Linked DNA regions of Hordeum vulgare: region 2 is linked to region 1. A link is a contact called in public Hi-C data. All regions are on one chromosome and are shown on one strand. Each heading gives the region's core, a stretch centred on a gene start, on an enhancer-like site or on the middle of the called end of the contact. The rest is flanking DNA. Distances are from core to core; before and after follow the strand shown. Region 1 has its middle 210 kb from the start of LOC123398120. Region 2 overlaps LOC123397821 (pentatricopeptide repeat-containing protein At5g10690).

Region 1 (7,368 bases), core at 1,242-3,741:
CTAAATATAAGTCTTTTAGGAGATTTCACTAGGGGTCTACATACGTAGCAAAATGAGTGAATCTACACTCTAAAGTATGTCTATATACATCCGTATGTAGTCCACTAGTGAAACCTGTAGAAAGACTTATATTTAGGAACGGAGGCAGTACTTGTCTATAACCGTCCAAACAGAAAAATGTACAACATGGACATTGTATGAAATAATGAGGCAAAGCTGCTGGTCAATGAAAATTTCAAACTGTCAAACGTGCGCGACGAGATTGGCAAAGCTCCCAACATTAACATAAATTTAAGCATTTATAGTCGTCGAACCTACAAACCGATCATTTGAATGAAACCGCAATGTCGGTATGCATATTTCGTGTCTACAAATTATCACAAATCGAAGCACATCAGTGTAGATTGAAAGGTGCTAGATGAAAGAGATTAGGAAGGAGAGCCACGATTCGGTGCCCAGCCACATCTACACCCGAGCTGAAGAAAAAGTCAACACAAATACTAGAAAATTCAAATAGTTCTAAAAAAATCATGATAGATAATTTGATGCGTGACGTACGCTTCAAGTTTCAGATCATTTGGACATTAGGTAGATCTCGGTAAAAATGACAAATTTGACGTATGTAGAAAGCTTCACTTTTCATGTACTGTTCTGATCCAAATTGTTTTCTTTTTGCTGAGAGCTACTCATATGTTCAAATAATTTAAAATTTTAAGCGCACCTCAAACATCAAATTATCTATGATAAAAAATTTGAATTTTTTGAATTTATTTTGTATCTTTGATGATTTTTTTTGACCGAATGCAGATGAGCTTGAACTCATAAAAACATTTCAAACATGTGCACATTTATAGTGTACTATGCAGATGTAGATTTAGTCGTATACGGTGGTCTAAACAGCAACGTTCAACACGAAAGTCGGGTGAGACAACAAGATAAAACTGTTATCAAAGGAAATTAAACTCATCCAAAATAGCTTCAAACATAAGCATAAAGTTTAACGTTTACAGCGAACAATAATACGAACCGATTGCCTGAATGAAAACATGACATTGATGTGCTTCTTTTTCATGTAGACCTTATCTCAAATCAAAATGTCGTTGTGAAGATTAAAAGAGATTAAAAGTTAACACGAGCACCACGTGCAACCTCGTCTACACAACGTTTCAGGCCACACCAGATTGCCTCCCTGGAGCAACTAGGTGAGCTCTTTTGCATCGCTCAAGGCTGCCTAGTTGAAAACAACCAAATTAAAAGTTTCCAACGGATGAGGCTCGAAGTTGTTTAACGGTTCATGCGGCCCGTAAAGTTTACTACGCCGAGTGGGAGTAGCGCCAACGGGATAGACGTAACACGGTGCGTAGGTCTAAGTTCGCGGATTCCAACGTCCCGCCGCCGATCATCATGACGAACTCGGGCCTGGCGTACACCTGGGTCCTGGACCGCTCTGTTACATCATCGTAAAGGGCCAAGTACTACCTTCGCCGCCTAGACACGGAGATGGCCAAGTACGGCGAGGAGTGGTCTTTCAGCAAGATCGTCGTCGCCGACGCGGCCTTCACAAAGGTCGGTAGCTCTCTCCCCTCGGCCACGTTGTTGGTGGCCACGGTCGAACTATGCACGACGAAGGAGGAAGTGGGAATGATCATCCGCGGGAATTACACGTCTGTTGGGAAGCCATGTCGCGATCCCGCCACCTTCCAATGCCCGAAGCCCGACGAAGACAACTCTAACGTTGGATCAGGCGACGACCACGTAGGAAGAGCCAACCCTAGCCCGACATGGCCTACAAGATCATCGTGAAGTATATAGTAGTTTAGGGTTTTAGTTTTAAGGTTCTTAGTTCACGAGACGAAATATCATTTGGTTATGTAAAAGTTATTCTAGTTTTGATGAACTTTATTCAATTTATATAAAATATGTCGTCTTTGCATGAATTTCTTTTGATTTATTCAAAAAGTTGTTCGTATATATGCGGATAACGTTTGATGACGATCTTCGCATCCATATCTATGGGCTGGTCCCCTATCCCCTCACCCCGCCGTCCACGGACGGATACGAAAAAAAAAATTACGGGTCGTCATTCGAGACGCTTTATTTCACGGTCTACATGGATGAGAACATGTTTCAACCATGGATTCTTTTTTTTTGAATGAAACATGGAAAAAAATATTTAAATGAGTATTATTATGACAGTACATCGCCCTAATCAATTCCCCCGACAAAGTGTTCAGGTGTGAGTAAATCGGTCCATCCGACACACCGGGCTCTTAAGCAGAGCCCAAATTAGCATCCTCACGTGAAGTTAAATAAGTAGGTGGAAACGGCAGTGCCAGAATGAGAAGCAACTTCTGCGCGTAAAAAAGGAGGCAGAAGTAACTGCATGCACTGTCGCCAAAACAATCATTGTTCATTATGCTACCGTACAAGGTGATCCGAGCCATCGGCCCTTGATCGAACGGCTGACGCTAACCTCACGCAAAGCTCACGGTAACCTCCCTGACACGTTTGCAGCATATCCTGGTCCCAACTCAGTGAGCCAGTGGGCTGTGGCAGCCACACAGTCGTATTAAAAAAAATGACACATTTTCGTTGGAGCCACGTAGCGAATTCGAGAGCTGGACAACACATTAGGATAGCGATGTGTCAATCGGGACCAGGGGCCACCTCCTGCTAGCAAAACGACACAGCAACTGACCTAAAGGGCACCGGGGCTCGCGTAAGCTGCACCAACCGAGCCGAAGAAAACCCAGAAGATAATATGCCAATCTGGGATTAGAAACGACAATTGGTCTTTTTTTACCCTATTTTTTCGGGGTTGAACAATCACTAGTTAAATTCTAACTCCCAGAATAACTAACACTAAATACTTCCGCATGGAAGATGACGAGGGTGTCACTGTCCTACTACAACAGGAGAGTGAGACAGCAGAGGATATCCACAACAGCAAAGAAACACACATGTAATCGCACACAAAAAAGACGATAAGAAATGTATGGAGCGAAAAAAAGCCTTGCCACGGCACTCTTTTGCAGTCAATCAGTACTTTCGGAATATTTTGAGTACCATCGGGGATTTCACATGGAGTTGGAGGTCCTGTACCAAGGAAGGGACTGTTATTTGTTTTGTCATCTCTTTTGGGTCTACATAAAATAGAATGCTAACTAATCGTATTACAACTTGAAGCCCTCAACCAAGAGCAAATCTGTTGAACGCAAGCGCGAGGCACGCGAATGACCAAGATTTAGAAAAGCATTCGTGTATTTCATGTATTTCATACTTCCTCCGTCCGAAATTACCTGTTATAAAAATAGATAAAAATAAATGTATCTCAAATCAAAATACATCTAAATACATTTATTTATTCGACAAGTATTTTTGGACGAAAGCTATGAACACAGTAACGAAGGTTCAGTCATATGTGTGGGCTGGCCAGATTATGAAAATACATCCAACACTAGTTCTTGAGGCCCAGTTTTTATGTCATCCTTCCCTATGATCTGGTGGGTTGAGTTGGCCAAGGCCTAGTTTTGCTCCAAGGTAGCTCTGCTACTATGTACGCACACATCGTAAATGAAAAACTAGCTGTTTTTCGTGGGACTGTCTTGGGACATATAGATAGTTCTATAAACAGTCAGTGCAAAAAGTTTGTACTAAAGTGTCCATTTGTTTTCTTCAATTACTTTTTTTTCCTTAGAACCCTTGTGTTGTAGCAGCACTGGTTTCATGAATATTTGCCCTTAGGAAAATCTGGATCTCAATTGTTATAACGAAAATAATGAAGTATGTAGTAATTACTTTGTCAATTCAATGAACATTCTTGTTAGAGGCACGTTTATGAACTTATGTCTTGTGAGCTTGAATCCGTGAAGAATGCCCTTGTATACCAGCTGTAATTATTTGAAGCTCTCACATGACCCTACCATAGCATGTGATTGAAATTGAGAATCTTAAATATTCCTTGGCTAACAAGAGTATCCGTTACCAAAATTCCCTTGGAGTCCATGCCAAAGAACTTGAAGTCGTCGATAATGTCAAGGAATATAAGTTTTGGCTCTCCAAAATTCTCTTCAAGAGCTATATGGACGTCTTCCCTACATCAGCAGGGTTTTGTTGGAATCATTCATTGTCCATAGCGGAGAAATACCCCATCATATTGGTGCAATGGTTGAAGGTCATGAAAGTGTGCTAGGTGTCTAATTTTATTTTGCGACTATGTCCCATGGTTGGCTATTGTAATATTTTACACAATATGTGAGAGAATTCTCAAATTTGTGAATTAATCATAACTATGCAGGATGAATTTGCATTCGAATTCATATTGTGTACACATTTTTATTAAAGTTTTCAAAAATTTCATATTTTCTTCCAATATGGTAGACAACAGCAAAACATAAAAAAAATCTACCGTGCCTACAAATTGGGACGGTTAAGCACGCCATCACCGGCGTATGGACCATTTTGCCAGCATACACATCAGTACCTCATTGGGCCCACATGTCAGAATCGTTGACCTGTCACACGACAACATCATATATGTTGGTGAGTGTCAACGTCATAAAAATGATGCATGGTCCCACATGTAAGCACCCGCATCCACATCTTTGGGCCCCTATGTGTGAGTAGCGTTGGCCGGTCAAAACTGCCGCCCAACTTATTACTGAGAGCAACCGTTGATGATAAAATGTATGCCGGACCCACATGAAAGCTACCACGTCATCAAATGTTGAGACCATTTGTAAAATCTTTGACCGTTGAGATGTATGATATGATTACTAATGTCGGATCATCGTCACCAAAAACGACCTTAGGTGAAAAATCAGTCTATCATAGGTCACAATTTTGCCTCTCACTGAAAATAGCCACCGGTAAGAGTTTTACATCCGTTACCTAAGTCACGATCTTGTGTGACAAAAAACGGTATCGTCAAGGATTTATTTTCTGTGATGGTGCTTCAGTGACGGTGGTTGTGACTATTGAGAAACGGAACCGATACGTCTCAAACGTATCTATAATTTTCTATTTTTAATTTTTATTGGGAACAATATGATGTAATTTTGCGGTATGTTTCTTGGGACGTGATGAATTATGATTTTATGATCAGATTATTCATTGAACCAGTTTGAATCTCTTAGATTTATTTTTTGTATAATAAAATAGCCATGTATGCTTTCTGATCTATTTGTCTTCTCTAGTTAAGATTAATTGGTAGATCTTCATAGGGAGCGGTGCATAGTAGTGGGTTCAATCTTGCAGTCATTTCTATATACAAGTGACAGAATGGGGACAAATCATGTCTGTGTATTGTTGTCACTAAGGACAAAACGACGGGGTTCTATCTTATTGCTAGGTTTCTTCCTATCTACATTATGTCATCTTGCTTAAAGCGTTACTCGATTTATTTTGAACTTAATGCTTTGAGATGCATGTTGGATGCCGATGGGGGGTGGATTAATAGTTGTAGATGTTGTTAGATTGATGGTCTACTTGTCTCACACATAACGCCTATATGATATTATGCCATGAAAGATCAGAGGCATATTCGTTGCCATTCTTGTCAATTGCCCAACTGTAATTTGTGACCATGTCGTTTTCGTTTTTTTGAGAGAGATACCACAAGTGAACCTATGCCCCCGAGACCCAGTCTTCCATGAACACAAGATTCAACAAATATGCTCTTTTAATTTTTTTGTACCATCATCTATCTATTTCTTTTAACCTTGTAACTATCAAGTCGAGGGGCTTGATAAGCCTCCTTCCAAGTCCGTTCAAGTTTTGTGTTTGTTTGTGCATAGGCACTTTTAATATTATTAGATTGTTGATACCTACTGATTTGATTAAACCTTGGTTCTCAACTGAGTGAAATATTTTGCTTCTATGCTATGTCACCCATCCTCCTTATGGAAAAACCCAACAACTCCTATGGGAGTTGCAACATAACTTCTTGCACTATTGCCGGGAATTATCTTCTATCAAGTTAGGTACATACAAATAAACTTTGCTTTACATCTTTTAATTCTTGCCTAGGTACCTTTGCTTGCCAATTTTTTTTCAAAAATACCAAAAATACCTTGTTTTAATTTTTCCTTACCTTGCTATCATGTCTACTTCTAAAAATAGCAAGCCATGTGATTTTTCTAATACTAATAACATTTATTTTATTAGTACTCCTATTGTTCGTCCCACCACTAGTGCGGAGTCTTATGAGATTAAAGCTACTTTATTAAATCATATTATGAAAGAACGGTTTTCTAGAAATTATAATGAAGATGTTGCTGCCCATCTTAAGACCTTTGTTGAATTATGTAACATGCGAAAAAACTAAAGATGTGGACAATTATATTATAAAAATCAAGTTATTCCCATTTTCCTTGAGAGATAGGGCCAAAGATTGGTTGATGCCTTTACCAAAAAATAGTATTGATTCTTGGGCTAGGTGTGAAGATGTTTTTATTAGCAACGACGACAAGTATTTTCCTGCTGCATAAATTATATCTTGGAGGAGTCAAATTATGAATTTTAAGCAACTTGATCAAAGAACATGTTGCACAATGATGGGAAATAATGAAACTTATGATGAAAAATTTCCCTACTCGTGGATTAAGTATTTGGATGGTAGTACCAAATTCCTATGCAGTACTAAATTTTCTTTACAAAAACTTATAGATTGTGTTGCACGTGGTACATTCTTGGGGATAACACTTGGAGAGGCTACTATTATTCTTGACAATATGACTGCTAATTTTTCCCAATGGCACACCAATGGAGCTCCAAGTGGTAAGAAGGTAAATTATGTCCGGGAAATCTTCTCCCTTAGTGAAAAAGTTGATGCCATCATATCTATACTTGCTACTAAGAGTGCTACTATTGATCGAAGTAATGTGCATTTGTTTACCTTGATTGAGCAAAATAAAGATGTTCATGTGAATATGATATCTATAAGTAATTTCAATAATAATGCTTATAGGGATAACTTTGGTAATAATCCTAGGTCATATCCCAAAAAACCTTGAAATTCTTATGACAACTATTATTGTAATGCATGTGAAAATTGTTATGGTAAATGATTGAAAGAAATTGAGAAGTCAACTAAAAAGTTCATGAATGGTCAATATGAACAAAATGGATCCTTCTCTAGAGAGGTCAAGGAACATTCTGCTATGCTTGCAGAAATTAGTAAGCAACTTGATGTTATTAATAGAGAGGTTGTTAATTTAAAATTGCAACTCGTGCAAACTAACAATATTTTGGGAAAATGCATGATAAGCAAACGACTCTAGTAAACAGAATGGCAGCTAAACTATGGGTGTGACATCCATTGAAACTTTGTATATAAATATAATATTGATTAAAATTTTGACGATGGGA
Region 2 (7,368 bases), core at 2,561-5,060, 490 kb after region 1:
TTTTCCCATTAACCTATGATAGCCTGCAGAGTGTGTTTGCTAAATATGTGCTTTCTACAACAAGCCGGTCCCCGGGTGAGCTACATAAACCTGTTGAGTGACATAAACAAAGTTTTTCCATTGAACTAGTGACATAAACAACGTTTTTCCCATTATGGGTGTGCTTCCCATTAACCTGTTGAGTAGATGACCAACCTGTGAGTGGCCATTTAGCAGGATTGCGCCACAACTGTACAAAGTGTTGGCCGGCACGTGTCCATACATCCCACTCATGTACGTACCTGGTAGGAGCATACTCTTATACGTACTACTATAAGGCTTGGATCACCGTTTTGCTTTTAAATACGCTTGTAAAAGTTAACATGTCACCTCATCAATTAACATGTGCAAGACTAAAGACCCACCACAACATCCACTCATGCATAGAAAAATGACCATCTTAACATGCAAACATGCATGAGATATGTAATACCTATTTTATGACTATTATTAATCAAACACAATAAAACATATGTATTTGCAATTTTATTTTTTATATTACTCTGAGTACTTATGCTCCATACAGTGGTGAATCTAAGGGGTGCCTCAATAGGCTTGAGCCCCCCCCCCCCCCCCCTCCCTCCTCAAAAATTGGAACAAAAAATTACTAGTATTCATCCCAGCCACTTATCAAAAAATTAACACTATCTGAACTAAAATACTGAAAGTTTGTGTCTTTTTCTTTGCATCGTTAACATTGAGCCCTTCCTTCATTTTCTTTCAAAATTCGTCACTGGCTCCACACAATCAAATATCAATGAAATATATTACAAAATATTTTTCGCAACAACGTGCAGGATATCATCTAGTCCCTCCGTTCCTAAATATAAGTCTTTCTAGAGATTTCACTAATGGACTACATACGGATGTATATAGACATACTTTAGAGTATAGATTCACTCATTTTGCTCCGTAAGTAGACACCTAATGAAATGTCTTAAAAGACTTATATTTAGATACGGAGAGAGTAGTATAAACAAATGAGTGGACATCTCGATGACGTGGAATTGGTGAGAGGATTCTTGAAGGGGATTGCTTTGGTGAGAGAGGACACGTCTTGAAAATGGTCCAAAGGAAGGGGATTCCAGTGCTGCATTCACACACACCTCGATCAACAGACAAAGGAGCCTCTAGCTCTCGGTTGATGGAGCTTGTGTATGGGAGCCACCCAGACGGAGACGGATCCCTGCTACGTAACCTAGACAATGAGTAGGCCAAATACACGGTTCCTCGTAGGTACAGATTAACGTGTACCGTTGGATGTCCACAAATGGCATACTGATTGGAGGGTATCGCGGAGTTTCTCTCCAACAATCAGTAGAGAATACCAGAGGAGCAGATTGTTCAGTCATGTCACGTGGCAAGCAAGCTTTTCCGTGTTAGCCGTTCAACAGTGTTCCCGGCCGTGTTTATACATCCGTATATATATTTTATCCCTATAAACGCATGTACGCATGTACATCCCATCTTATAAGCAATTTTAAGATACTAAGCTGACATATTATTTTGAGATTGACAAAATTGTCGCAGATGCCTTTTTAGGCGACGAAAACGTTTTCTTTCATTAAATGCACATAGCTGAAGGCTTAAAAAATTCAAAAACTAATAATAAGATCACCAATGTCAAGTCTAGGACCTGAACTCTGATAGGTTAATTCCATCATAAGGAACCAAACAATCTTTTGCTAATGCTCCCAAAATCTGAGTAGCATATGAGTTTTTTTTTTGTTGAGGTAGCATATGGGTGTATATGTATGACATGTAATGTAGCATCTAGCATGCCAGCTATTGTGAGTGATTCAGGGGTTTCGGTTGAATCCATTTGTACTGACAAACTAATCAACGTATATGGATCTCATCTATGTTTGGCATTACTATGAATTATGATAATCTTGCTTGATGAACTACTTTTCCACTTTGTGGTTTGGTCATGTGCTTTTTGATGTAATCTGCATGATCTCTTTACAAATCACAACCCCCCCCCCCCCCCCCAAAAAAAAGAGATATAGTAAATGCCACACTCCCTTTGTTCCCTTCTATAGGATTAGTTAATTTTTCCCAAAAGACATATATTTGTTGTCTTTGACCGGTTAAATAATAGGGAAAAAATCAGTGTCTACAAAACTAAATAAATAAAAGATTATTTCATACTAGAATTTTTTAACACGGTACAGACTTGATGAGCTGCGAATACCATTTTTCTTCTAACCATCCAATCGTAGGTTGGTAAACATATAAAACTGATTTGGTATAATACATGTTGATATTTTTTCTATAAACTTGATCAAACATGGGCAATCTTGACTTCTGAATAAGCTACTCATAGATGGACACACATGTAATACAGAAAATACCCTTTTGAGCTCGAGCTCATTTGAACTCACATGAACACTAAAATAAAAATTGAAAAAAAATCAAAAAAAAATAATTTTTTTTGTGGTAAACTTTGACGAATATTCTAAGTGCTTGAAAATTTCCATCATGAGATCGCATTCGTAGAATGAGTGGCAAAAAAAAACAAAATCAGTGTTCCAAAGTGCTTTCGAAAGTAGCACTTTTAAAGCATTGTTTTTTTGTCACGCCTTCCTCGAATGTGATCTCATGATGAAAATTTGCAATCACTGTCAAAGTTCACCAAAAAAAACCAGAATTTTTTGAATTATTTTTCTTTTTTTTCCACTTTACTGTTCATGTGGGTACATTTAAGCTCGAGCTCAAATACTCCACATCCATGTAATACATGTTATAAAAAGTACTCCGTATGTAAAGTAATATAAAATCATTTCGATCTCTACTTTAGTGATCTATAGGTAGTACTAGTTAACTAGATTGATAACATTATTTACAGCTATGGCGCTAACTTTTCAGTGTGTAGCACACAAGTTTATTTGTACAATTGTAACCCAAATGAATTTTATGTATGGACTACATTGCATGAAATCCTAAGGAATTTCTTTGGCTCGGTCAAACTTACTGAAGGATATCTTTGCAACCATGATACGTTACAAATATGTAATCCTTCCCTACGGTGCAACCAACAATTTACATTGTGTATTAATATGGAATTTATGCCATTGGCGTATAATATCTAGTACTCCCTCCGTTTTTAAATATATGTTTTTTTAGATATTTCACTAGGGGACTACATACGAAGCAAAATAAGTAAATCTACACTCTAAAATATGTCTATATACATTTATATGTAGTCCATTAGTGGAACCTCTAAAAAGAATTATACTCCCTCCATTCAAAAATACTTGTCGCGCGAATTTATAAAAATAGATGTATCTAGAACTAAAATATATTTAAATGCATCCATTCCTGTGATAACTATTTTCGGACGAGGGAGTATTTAGGAATGAAGGGAGTAATTGCTATACTACCTATGTTTCAAAATGCATTGCATATTATTTTTCTTAAAGACCAAACATATACTTCCTCCGTCCCAAAATAAATGGTTTAAATTTAGTACAACTTTATACTGGCTTAATTGAAACAGTTATTTTAGTCTGCGCCAGTCGGGGGCGTGCGGGACCCAAGCGCTATAATCACGTAGCAGTAAACGCATCCGACCGCGTGCACAGATGGAAGGAAAGCCAGCGCACGTATCCATGTCTCCTATTACTGCTAAGACGTCGTCGACCGTGTGTCTGACGGCGGCAGCCGCGCCACCGAGCTTGCCTTGTGAGGCGCGCGATACAGGAGCAGGCGACGACGCTCGACTCGACCGAACGACCTTGCAAGTTGCATGCGACCGGTGGGGCTGCGGTGGGCGTACGCATGTACGCAGTGGGCAGGCGTACAGGCTGTGGACCTGAGCTGCTGGCCTCGGCGAGAGCGGGTGAGATGGTTACTTAGGCCGGGTTGTTGCGCAAAAGCTTACGTGCCGCCGTTAACGTTCCTCCGGCAAGATACAGTACGCGCTCCATTGTTTTTACTACTACTACAACGCTTTCCACCTTGAGCTTCATATCATATCTTGTAACTAGCACACTCCATGCATGCATAAACTAGCGGCGCGTATGTGCGCCACGGGTTCGGGGGAAACTACCTCCTCCCCAAAAACAAAAACCATGTCTATAGCAGACTCTATAAACCAGTGGTTGGCCCGCGCCTACATGTTGTACTTCTTTCGTTTTTAAATGTAAGTCTTTTAAAAGATTTTACTAGAGAACTACATGCAGATGTATATAGACAAATTTTAGTGTATATATTTATTTATTTTACCTCGTATGTAGCCCCTAGTAAAATCTTTATAAAGACTTATACTTCTTCGTTTTTAAATATAATATCTTTTAAAAAAATTACTATAGACTACTCCCTCCGTTCCAAAATATAAGACCTTTTAGGTATTTCACTAGAAGACTACATACAGAGCAAAATGAGTGAATCTATATTTTAAAATATATCTATGTACATCCGTATGTAGTTTATAGTATAATTTCTAAAAGATCTTATATTTAGGAACGGAAGGAGTACATACAGAACAAAATAAATGAATCTACACTTTAAAATATGTCTATATACATCTATATATAATTTATAGTAAAAAGAATTAAAAGATCTTATATTTAAAAACGGAGGGAGTATTTACGAACGGATGAATAACTTGTAACTATATCACCACGGAACATAGGGACGGAACACTTCGTGTATAGTTGCTGCTATCCCAACGGAGTGAACCGTACGCTCTGCCCAAAGAGCATGAAGCGATAAAGTTACTGCCCAACGGCTCTGTTCATCCGTTGACTTGGGACACATGTCAGCCTCAAGTCAGGCCTTCAATGCAAGATCAGAGACTCGGAGTACATGACAATAAAGCCGCTGTGTGAGGATCTCAGTCGATAATAGGAGTACCCACGTGTCATTCTCTTCCTCTTGGTTCCCCGTCCGGATCTAAACCTGGACAAAGGTAAGTACTCGAGGTAACAACAGCCAGGCAGACCTAGCTAGGATCTTTCCCACACACAAGATGCTGCTAGACGCCTAGACCTACGGGAAGTTGAAGAAAATAATTTGCTGGACCTACGGGATCGGGATGCACCAGTATAGCAATGCTCTTCTTTCTAATTATTGGTGATGTGTACTGGACAAAGATGCGAGTAAACACAAGCCGGGACCGCCGTGCTGCATCACCAGTCCAGAGACATCGGATGAGAATTTCAGGTCCACTGACATTTTTGCCTTTGCTGCGTGTATATGTATCACAGGTTACATCACTCGCACAGAGCGGTAGGGTCAGCTCACCAGATTTGCCACGGTAAAACTTTCCGCGACATGGACAGCGCGAAAACGACTTCTCGCTAGTACAGCACGGGTAATGCATAGTCTCGCCATGATGCCATGTAAGATCAAAAGGTTCGGATGGTGTAACGAGATTCTCAACAGGAGGCAGGTGATTGAGAAGAAAAGGTATGGACCGATGCAAAAAAAAAAAAAAAAAGGTAACTAGGTAAGAATAGAAAGTAGAGATGCATGTGTACCGAAATCTTTTACTCCCTCCGTTCTAAAATATAAGACATTTTAGAGATTTCATTAGAAGACTACATACGAAGCAAAATGAATGAATATATACTCTAAAATATGTCTATGTACATCCGTACGTAGTTTATAGTGCAATCTCTAAAAGGTCTTATATTTAGGAACGGAGGGAGTATTTTATTTTCTTTGATGAGGCTCACTAATGATAGCTTGCATTGAAGAAAAAAAATTAATATAGATGTCTCAACCTATTTTTTTCTCATGGAACATATGTATCCATATGTCGTCATTGTACATGCCCGTACAACATTAAGCACACTGATGACGAGCCATGGAGAACAACGCAAGAAGAACCACGCCTACTCAACCACCGGAGACGCTCTCGTCGACGTGTGTGTTTGCCGTGTTGGCGGTGGCCTCCGACAGGATACCGAGGGAGAAAATGCCCACTGGCCTTGAGCTGGATGTGTAACTGCCTTCATACATGTTGCCGCTTTTCACCACAACCACCAGCTCGCACTTCTCTCTCAGGAGGAGATCAATGACGTGCTCCAGCGAGGTTGAACAAGGCACGCACAGCGGTGGTCTCGCCATTGAAAGAAGAGGCGAGTCCATCTGCCAAGAGAAAATGAAGGTGTTCAGGAGCATAAAACAACTAGAATAGGAAATATCAAATATGTTGGCATTGAGACTGGAGTATAGGTTTGTCCTTCCGTGCAAATAATTAGTTCAATATAATTAACCCCCTCCGAGTAAACCAACGGATACATCTGATCTACCGTCCAAAGAATGTATTCGACTCGACTCGAAAGATGTTGCCCTCCCCATACCTTCTTCTTCTTCTTTCACGGACAACTGAACCAGGTATCCTCTAATGGCACCGCCGATGCCCGTGACAGGTGTTCCTCAAACTCTACACCAACCGGCAAAAGTGCCTATGCACCGCCATCCTTGAGCGATTTTAGAGCCACCCGATCAATGACAGTATATGCATGTTCATGTCATCTAGCCTACTTCTCTAGTTAGCAGTCGGCAAATAATAAACACAACACAGATTTTTAACGGCGTAAGTAATGCTGCCAGCAACACCCAGCTTCTACCATACACAAGGTACTTGTGCCGCCGATAAGATGTCCCCTGGCTGTGCAAAACCTAAACTGGCTGGTTTATCAAAATACTGTTCCTTGCTACAAATTCAGTGCCAGCTGTTCCAAAATATTTCATACCTCGGTACAATCGCGGCTGTGAACTATTCCAACACAACTTCCCCAGTCATTCACAAGAGGAACTGCAGAGTCTTTCAAGAACCGCATTGCAACACTCTCCAAGATTAAGTCAGCAGATAACGGTCGACTTTCTCGAAACGGAATCATATACTTCTCAACAGGATCATTCAAGAGAATCTGCAATGTCATTAAAAAGAAGTTCAAATAACCAAGTTAAAGTGAAGAATGGATTCAAGATACGAACGAAATGGACATACAACCTGTGGAAATACATGCGGTCTAAAAGGAGAGTTGCTGAATCCAGATAACGTTTCAACTTTGAGTGCCACCTGGTATACACAGAAAAGAACAAAACTTAACAATGACCACTTTTCCACTTCGTCAGATCAAGTTCATGGAACTGGCAAAACAAACAGAATATTTGCTATATCATCTTGGCACCCAGTCACATCATTGGAAAGACTTGGCAGTTTCACCAATGCAGATACATCAAACACATACAGCTCCAAACAAAAAAGAACATGCACTAGGTATTGTCACCTACTCCCTCTGTTCCTAAATATAAGTCTTTAAGAAATTCCATTAGGCGTCTACATATGAAGCAAAATGAATGAACCAATAC

What was found. Hi-C and Micro-C count contacts between places; a contact is called where the count stands out from the background.
Region 2: a Hi-C map of leaf shows a contact between it and region 1, with 5 times the contacts expected there. The contact joins two enhancer-like sites. A contact is called at or near these places in 2 of 6 Hi-C or Micro-C datasets (leaf and an unstated tissue).

What each region holds. Positions count from the first base shown.
Region 1 is chr5H:437,894,405-437,901,772 of MorexV3_pseudomolecules_assembly, forward strand. No RefSeq gene overlaps it. Among protein-coding and RNA genes, the nearest start is that of LOC123398120, 210 kb to the left of the region's middle. Within about 2 kb of position 2,492, at least 3 of the 3 cell types and tissues checked have open chromatin away from gene starts, as enhancers often do. A contact at or near this core is called in leaf, where this site is marked.
Region 2 is chr5H:438,383,286-438,390,653 of MorexV3_pseudomolecules_assembly, forward strand. LOC123397821 (pentatricopeptide repeat-containing protein At5g10690) reads right to left here. Exons shown (of 12, transcript XM_045092353.1): 10 at 7,007-7,075; 11 at 6,747-6,923; 12 at 5,717-6,135. The coding sequence ends at 5,884. Among protein-coding and RNA genes, the nearest start is that of LOC123397821, 17 kb to the right of the region's middle. Within about 2 kb of position 3,811, at least 2 of the 3 cell types and tissues checked have open chromatin away from gene starts, as enhancers often do. A contact at or near this core is called in leaf, where this site is marked.